Regions from separate parts of the Oryctolagus cuniculus genome. Here region 2 is linked to region 1. The links are chromatin contacts, called in public Micro-C maps. All regions are on one chromosome and are shown on one strand. The core of a region is the stretch at or near the end of the contact, and the rest is flanking DNA. Distances in the headings are between cores, read along the strand shown. Region 1 overlaps SLC1A2 (solute carrier family 1 member 2). Region 2 has its middle 98 kb from the start of CD44.

What was found. A called contact is a pair of places that touch in the nucleus more often than the background predicts.
Region 2: a Micro-C map of ear pinna shows a contact between it and region 1, with 4 times the contacts expected there. The contact joins two enhancer-like sites. A contact is called at or near these places in 3 of 6 Hi-C or Micro-C datasets (ear pinna, embryonic fibroblasts and an unstated tissue).

Annotation. Positions count from the first base shown.
Region 1 is chr1:30,605,692-30,609,751 of mOryCun1.1, reverse strand. All of the region lies in intron 1 of SLC1A2 (solute carrier family 1 member 2), which reads right to left. Among named protein-coding and RNA genes, the nearest start is that of SLC1A2, 28 kb to the right of the region's middle. Within about 2 kb of position 2,176, at least 2 of the 8 cell types and tissues checked have an H3K27ac peak or open chromatin away from gene starts, as enhancers often do. A contact at or near this core is called in ear pinna, where this site is marked.
Region 2 is chr1:30,755,527-30,759,586 of mOryCun1.1, reverse strand. No RefSeq gene overlaps it. Among named protein-coding and RNA genes, the nearest start is that of CD44, 98 kb to the left of the region's middle. Within about 2 kb of position 2,411, at least 2 of the 8 cell types and tissues checked have an H3K27ac peak or open chromatin away from gene starts, as enhancers often do. A contact at or near this core is called in ear pinna, where this site is marked.

The sequences.
Region 1 (4,060 bases), core at 927-3,426:
CCTTTCTTTGTTACAACCTGGAAAGCCATTAGAAGAAAACTCTCCCAGCTCAAACCATCCCTGCCCTCCAGTCTTCTTGATTAATTAGGGCGAGAGGCAGGTTTTGGGGACACCTAAAGGAGGTAAGAGTTGAGAATCCAGGGCAAGCACATCTCGGGTGGTTTCTCACTTCACCCTCACCATAGCCTTGCAAGGCAAACAGCATCTTCCTCCTTTCCAGTGAGCAGAGGCTCCCAAAGTGTAGGCGGTTTTTTCAAGGTCACACAACTTACCTGTCTTGTTCTAAAGCCTCCCTGTTTTGCAGCGCTTGCTTCCCATTCTCCCCAGCAGAAGGCCCTGCAGAGGGACACGGGTGGCAGCAAGGTGGCCTCCCAGAACACTCCAGACACCCTGTTCAGGACCTGAGACTCAGAACACCAACTCGGCAGGTCAGCCGCCTGCTCTACTGATCAGAATTTCCCTAGATGTGTTCTTTCAAAGACACACAGAGCTTCGTTTTATTTCTGAGACCCCGGACTACACTCAGAATCTTTCAGTCAATGTTCTGTAATGCTTTCTTGAAATCCTGAGCCTACAGTTTCCCTTGTTGGAGCTCTGTGTACGTATCTGTTTCATCAGAGATAGAAGAATTTAAACAGAGAGGACAGAAAGCCAGGAGTAAAACTTGACTCTAACAATCAGTGAAGATTAAGTTAATGAATTCATTCATCTGATTTTTGCTGGGCTTTACCCATTTCCCTGACGTATTAATTTTCCATCACCAGGTTTGTCTATTCAATGGAATACCTAAATCTAAGATCCATCTTAACCTTTCACTGTGTTGGACAGAAAAGAATGCCTTTTAAAATAGACTTATTTTCTGGACACCTTCAGATGTGAACACCTTCAGACCCCATTGCAACAAAATTCAGAGATGTCAGTGTAGACCAGAACTCAACACGAAAGAGAAGATGTCAACCTGATAACTTAGGCATTTCCCTTTGAAACAAGGCCAAAGGAAACCCATCTGAGCTTTGAAAATGAACAAGAAGCATGGGCTTTCAAAGGTTATGTTTTAAATGTCATATCAGCTCTCGGAAGATTCAATGTTAAGGAAGAACAGATACAAGGGGAACTCAAAAATTTTATGGAAGTAGAGTTAAGTGACAAATTTGATATAAAAAATTTTATATTCATAATATGCATTTTCCATGAACTTTTTGAAAGTCCCCTCATATGCATGAGTTTCAAAAATTCTTTGCACCAAAATATAACTTACCTTTAATTCCATTTTTCACAAACATTTTGAAGTATCCACATCCACAGTCTAGGGATTGATCATTTTGCTACCATAAAGCTAACATCATATGCCAGGAACTTTGCCATACACCTTCTATGCATTTATCCTCACACAACCCCTACAAATTTTAGGACTATCATTAAACCCATTTTACACTTGTGGAAACTGAGGCTTAACAGGTTATGTAAATTGCCTTCGAATTACCTTGTCTGAGAAGCTTCTCCATGACCTGCAGTGCTTTCTATGTCTAAATCAAACAGAGGGGCAAGCATTTGCGTCTCAGGAAGCTGCAAAGGTATGCCTTCTGACTGTCTTGTTTTGGGCGCCATTCCCCCTTCTCTTGCAGCACTGGCGTACGAACCTGTGCCTGGTCAACCAGTCGCTGGGGACGGCTGCCTTAGTCTGTGGGAAGCATGATCAAAACACGGGTCTGGGGGGAAAAACAGAAAATGCCAGTTTCAGCATCTTCCTTCTGGAAAACAGAGAGGGGCCTGGTCTTTTGTGCAACCCAAATACCAGGAAAACGGGGTTTTTGGCTAGCAACCAGGAAGCCTGTGTGAGTGGCTGCCTCTTTCAGATCCTTCCCACAACAGCACCCCCTGCTGTCCCTCATGGTGACCCCAGCTTGCTGTGACAGCCACGTCACCTTCCCCTTGAAAACAAGGGCTGTGTTTACTGACTGGGTCCTGGACAAAGCTCATTAATAATTCACTTCTGGAGAACTGACAGGCGAGTGTTTGGCTGCCATGGTAACCACCTGAAAAGCCTACTTGGGTTTTGAAATAAACATGTCTGCCATGTCTTCGTGACTGTTGAATTCCTGAGAGAAGCCATGCGTGTGGGAGAGGGAGACCGGAATGGGTGGAGAAAAGCTGTCTCAAAAACACAGCCTGAAACTCCTTCATCATCGGGCCATGCCAACTCAGGAGCTGAGCGGCCTGTCTTGGCTTCACACTGCACCCTTCTGGAAGGAGGAGGAAGTGGGGAAACGTACATCATTTCTGGACTCAAATTAGCTATGACAGGAAAACCGACTCATACCCAAAATTCATACATCTAAACGTTTTCACACACATTCTTCTGAACATGCATTCTTGCAACTAATCTATACTACTGTGCAACCTTAGAAGGTCACCATTTTCGTCCCATTTCACAGATGAGGAAGTTGAGTCTTCGCAAACATGGCCTAATCTTCAAGTGGAGGTAAGATAAGTACTGAAATCCAATGACTATGTTCTTTCTATGTATCAACCCCACGGGAAAGGAAGGAAACAGAATCCAATTACTGGCTTGGTCTATCCTGAATTTATTTTAAGAAACTGGACTTTAAATAATTTGAAGGAGTAAATCAGTAAGAACCCTCTTTCTCCCCCGGTGTCTACTGAATTTGAAATGTATTAAAGCAATCCTCTGTAACTTGTGTTTCATATATCTAAACGCTCCTGAGCAAAAATAATGACACGTAAACGCTGGGTGAACTGACCCGGTTTCCCCATCACGTGCACAGGGGCAGGGGCCCAGCAGGGAAGAAAGGAACTGTGCTACAGGCTGGACTCACACAGCACCTCATTCTCCTCCCAAAAGGACTGTGGAGGCACCTGGCTCTGGATCCAGCATTTCACCCCTCCCGGCTGCAGTGTGCTGTCTGTAATATGAGCAGTCTTTAAAACGCAGTACAGAGATAATGGAGAGATTAAAGTTGGGAATTCTGACAAGTGGTTTTCACATGGTCAGCACGACACTTAGTAACTGGTTTGGCTGGTTTTAGAAGTTCAGGCAAAAGCAAACAAAAGACTCTACTTGACTTTAGCACGGAAAGCAGTGAATTTTAAACATGTTTGACTGCAACCCACAAGAAGTATGTGTCTTCTGTTTCTCATTGTGACCCAGTACACAGACACAGGCCAGCACATGCGTGTGCAAAGCATACACAAGCACACATGTATACAGCCATGTAAACACGTATGCACACATGCAAACACATGTGCCCAAGCAGTCACACATGAGCAGACACAACTGCAGAAGGCAACCCATACCCTTTCTCTATGCAGTGTAATATAATAGTTTCTATTCTCCTGCATTTCATTTTTAAAGTTTCATTATTTTATAGTACATTGATTTCTCCTCCCACCAAACGATTATGACTTGTGGTTTGAGAAGCACTTGCTACAGCTGTGTTAGGCAGTTACTAAGCCCTCGAGATGTGACTAATACACTGAATTTAAATTGCACAGATTTTGAAAATCCTACTCAAAGTACAGAAAACTATCTCATTAGAGACTTTGCATATTGATGACATATGGATGTAATAAAATATATTATGAAAACTTCTTCCTATTTTTCTTTCCCTCTTGGTATAAGCTTAACATTAAATACAAGGCATCCATTCTGTTTCATTAGCGCTAATCTTGAGCAGAGTCAGCCAACCACAGTCCATGGGTGAAGTCCAGCCTGACATCTGTCTCTGTCAATAAAGTTTTGTTGGAACATAGCCCTGCTCACTCCTTTGCATATTCTCTGTGGCTGCCTTTGTATGCAGTGGAGACTTGAGTGGTTGAAACAGAGACTGTGTGGCTTACAAAACCCTAAATATCCACATTTGGCTCTTGGGAGAAAAAGTCAGTTGGTCCCTAACAAAACACTGGGTGCTTATTCTCTGCCAGCCATGTGTTCGGTCATATAAACCAGTGCCCCTTGGTATCCTCTGGGGAGAGGCCCCACGATCCAGGCCATCGCCAAACTTGTGAATACCCAAGTACACTATATGAAATGATGTACTAT
Region 2 (4,060 bases), core at 1,162-3,661, 150 kb before region 1:
CCCAGGATGAACTCAGTTCTCCCTTCACCTCCACGCTGCCTCTTCACCTGCTCCACGTGTCATTGATGGAGCTCGTACCGTGTCTCCTGAACTGCGCAGTGAGCCTCTCGAGAGCAAGGCCTGTGTCTCCAAAGCATACCTGATACAGGATCTGTATCTCCCAGCTCAGTACCCACAGAAGTTACCACCTGCCAAGTATCGAAGGAGGTCTGAGTTGACACATCTTCGAATCTTCCCTACAACTGATGAGGAAGAAGCTCTTACTCGATTTTTAACAGGTGAAACACTTGGGGATATAGAGAAATTAATTATGGTCTCCAAACCCCACAAATTGAAAGTGGCAGAACCAGGAATGGAACCTCAATCTGTCTATAGTCTCTGACTTCACTTTCTTCATTGCCAATTGTCAGAAGCTTGGTAAACTAAATTTATGAGATCATTTCCGAATGCTGCAAACCAGGTCAGCACTCCAGAGCTCCCTGTGCCAGGGGGGAGGTTGGAGGAATGGGGGTCAAAACAGGGCTTCTAGAAACCACTGGAAATGTTTGGGATGAGTAAGGGGAGATACACTCACCATTAAATCATATTGCAAAGAAATTAATTTAGGAAACCATAAACAACCTCATAGTTGCTGTGTCTAGTGGAAGGAGAACCATCAGGTCATGGGTGAGTATGAAGCTTGCCACGATGCCCTAGGGAGAAGCAAGTCTGGCTGGGCACCCTTGCCTCAAGCTCCACTCCTGGCCTGTGTCGACATCTGGCCTGCAGCACCGGAGTTTGCCTGTCAGGGCTCCCCATAATCCGCCCTCTCAATCTTAGCCTTCCAGACTGCTTACCTCATGATGTGGTGACTGCTGTTTTCCACGAGTCTCAGCCAAACCACTTCCTCCTTCTTCAGCCCTAAAAGAGGAATGGCAAGAACCTCAGAGAAGGTAGCAGAGGTTGAGTTTTAAAATGGTGGTCTCGGGGCTGGCACTGTGGCACAGTAGGTTAATCTTCCACCTGCGGCGCCGGCATCCCATATGGGCACCGGTTCTAGTGCCGGTTGCTCCTCTTCCAGTCCAACTCTCTGCTGTGGCCTGGTAAAGCAGTGGAGGATGGCCCAGGTCCTTGGGCCCCTGCACCCACATGAGAAACCGGGAAGAAGCTCCTGGCTCCTGGCTCCAGATCAGCGCAGCGCCGGCCATTGCAGCCATTTGGGGAGTGAACCAACGGAGGGAAGATCTCTCTCTCTCTCTGTCTCTTCCTCTCACTGTCTATAACTCTAACTCTCAAATAAATAAATAAAATCTTTAAAAAAATGGTGGTCTTTCCACAAAGATTCTCAGTTCAAAACCAACTCCTGACACTGACTTACATATAATCTTACATAAGTTATTAAAGCATTTCAGTTCCCTCTTCTGTAACATAGGAATAATTTCTACCAGAAAGACTGTGAGGGAATTAAATGAAATAATATATGTAAAACTATGAAATACTGTCAGCATATAGAGGTTTCCCTCCCTCATTCCTGCTATGTCCAACCCTTTTCTTGTCTCCATATATTGTAGGCACCCAGATAGAACATGAAGCTTGATTTGGGGGAAGCCAGAGGTGTTTTAGGAATTTCTTCAGTTCTCCCAAACTCCCCTAAGAACTGGTTCTTAAAAAAACTATTCTCTTCCCACCCAGAGATGTCCAAATAACCACCGGAATGGAAAAGAGATCTTCCCTACCGTTTTCTGGGGAAGGGTGGAATTTTCAGGATTATTATTGCCAGGATCTCTCCACACAGAGGCACTCCCAAAGCCAAGCTTCAGGGAGGCTCTGAGAAGGGGGGGGAGGGAGGAAGAGGGGTTGCAATCTAGAAGCCCAGCTCTGGAGACACCTGGGAAGCTCAACCACACGGATGTGCAGAGAGAAGGTTGCAGCAGGTACAGGCCTTAGGCAAGTCACAGTGGCAATGGGGATACTGGAGTTCTTAGAGTTTCACTTTTTGATCGCCCCTCCTCCCAGAATTCTTGAAATCTCATTAAGGACTAAAGAAAGAAATGCCAGGAAAAGCTGTCAGAAGCGTAAAAACAGAGGAAAGAAAACAAAGAAGAGGGAAGCTTCAACACATGTTTGGAGAGAAGTCAAGTCAGCAGCTCTTTAGTAAGGACTGTCCATGCACAGAGCAGCAGACATATAAAGCGGGAGAGCTAGAAAATGACCCTCGAGGCTCGCAGGAAGAGTGGCTTCTCTCTTGTAATTCTTCCAGGCCAGGATGGATTGCACACAGCTGGCCTCTCTTCTCTTCCACCCTCTGAAGACACTTTTACTGGGTCTCAGGGCACTGCAGCTCAGAAGTACAGAGTCTGGCCTGGGTTGCAGAGTAGGCTTTCCCCCAGGGTAGCCATCATATGGGATCCTCTCTCAATAGGCAAGAACTCCCTGCTGTAGATCACTTTCCCCTAGGGCAAGGTTTAGAACGGTGTGTAAAAACTAAACAACAAAGTTCTATATGTTCATCTGGCAATGTAAGGAGATCAGCAGGACTTTCCTCATGTAGGTTCCGGTCGTTTGCAGAGATGGATGTTTTCTCTGCTTTTTTCAAGTCATGAGATTGATCTTCTCTGACCTGTTGATAATGCGCCCCCTAGTGGACGCTTGAGAAATCCCGTGGTCTACATGGAGATTGAGTGCTGCTGGCTGACTTGAGTCTTTGAATTCTCAAGGTAAAATGAGAAAAAAGAGAGTGAAAGCGGGTATTATTGCACTACAGACTGAGTGTGTAGTGCGAGTGGGACTAGGTTGCCCAGGTGGGACAAAAGAGGGCCCAGATGATGGTCCACATTTTCTTTTTAATCAACACAGTGTGTTTTGAAAGGGATTCACAAATCTTGGTGAGAAGGAAATGTGAAGAAGTTGCAGTCTCATCATTTACTGAGTAACTACTATATGCTGGACATTCTGCCATATTCTCTGCTACACTTCCTTGTCTAAGGGACACAGACAATTACAGCTGTTACAACAGTGACATCCAGGAGACTGTTGATTGATGATTGCTGTCGTCTGTCATTTGCTGTCTACCAGGTGCTGTCTTTGACATTCTGTATGTATTAAATCAATAGAGTTCTTTAACCTTTCTGTAGCTCAATAGATGGTAGAACACAGCTTGCAGACTTATAAGTATTAAGCCTGTTGCTATTTGAATGGTGTTAGAATGGTGCCTGGCATGGCCCACAGTATAAGTACATGGTAAAGTAAGCAGACTGAAATGGGACTCAGAAGACCCTTGTGGGATGAGGAACCAACTTATCTTCATCCCACACGTGGGGATACCAAAGCACAAACTTTGCCACCAGCAAGTGGCAGAGCCAGAGCCAGAGCCAGAGCCAGGACATGCTCCGCTTCCCCCCCCCCCCCCCGCCTTTTTTTTTTTTTTTTTTTTTGACAGGCAGAGTTAGACAGTGAGAGAGAGAGAGACAGAGAGAAAGGTCTTCCTTTTCCATTGCTTCACCCCCCAATGGCCACTGTGGCGGGCGCACCACACTGATCTGAAGCCAGGAGCCAGGTGCTTCTCCTAGTCTCCCATGCAGGTGCAGGGCCCAAATGGGCCATCCTCCACTGCACTCCCGGGCCACAGCAGAGACTGGCCTGGAAGAGGGGCAACCGGGACTGAATCCGGCGCCCGAACTGGGACTAGAACCTGGTGTGCCGGAGCCACAGGTGGAGGATTAGCCTATTGAGCCGTGGCGCTGGCCCAGGGCATGCTCCCTTAATTCCCACACCGCACTGCTTCTGCCTGAACCTACAGATTCTTCTAACAGAAGACTGATGCCAGCATGGAAGAGCATCAGACAAGTTTCAAAATGACCAGGGACTCTAACACAACCTACATCTGTTAGTCACTTCTAAGTGTGGCACAAATTACTTGTCCATTCGGTGTTTGAGGCAAAGAGCAATACTATGTCAACCTTGCTTCTCGGTTTCATTTGGAATTATTATTCTTATTGGCTAAGCAGATTTGCCAAAGGACCTAGGACGACTCAAAGAAGAGATGGACTTATGGACTGTCTGTTACTGTTTGTTTAAAAGA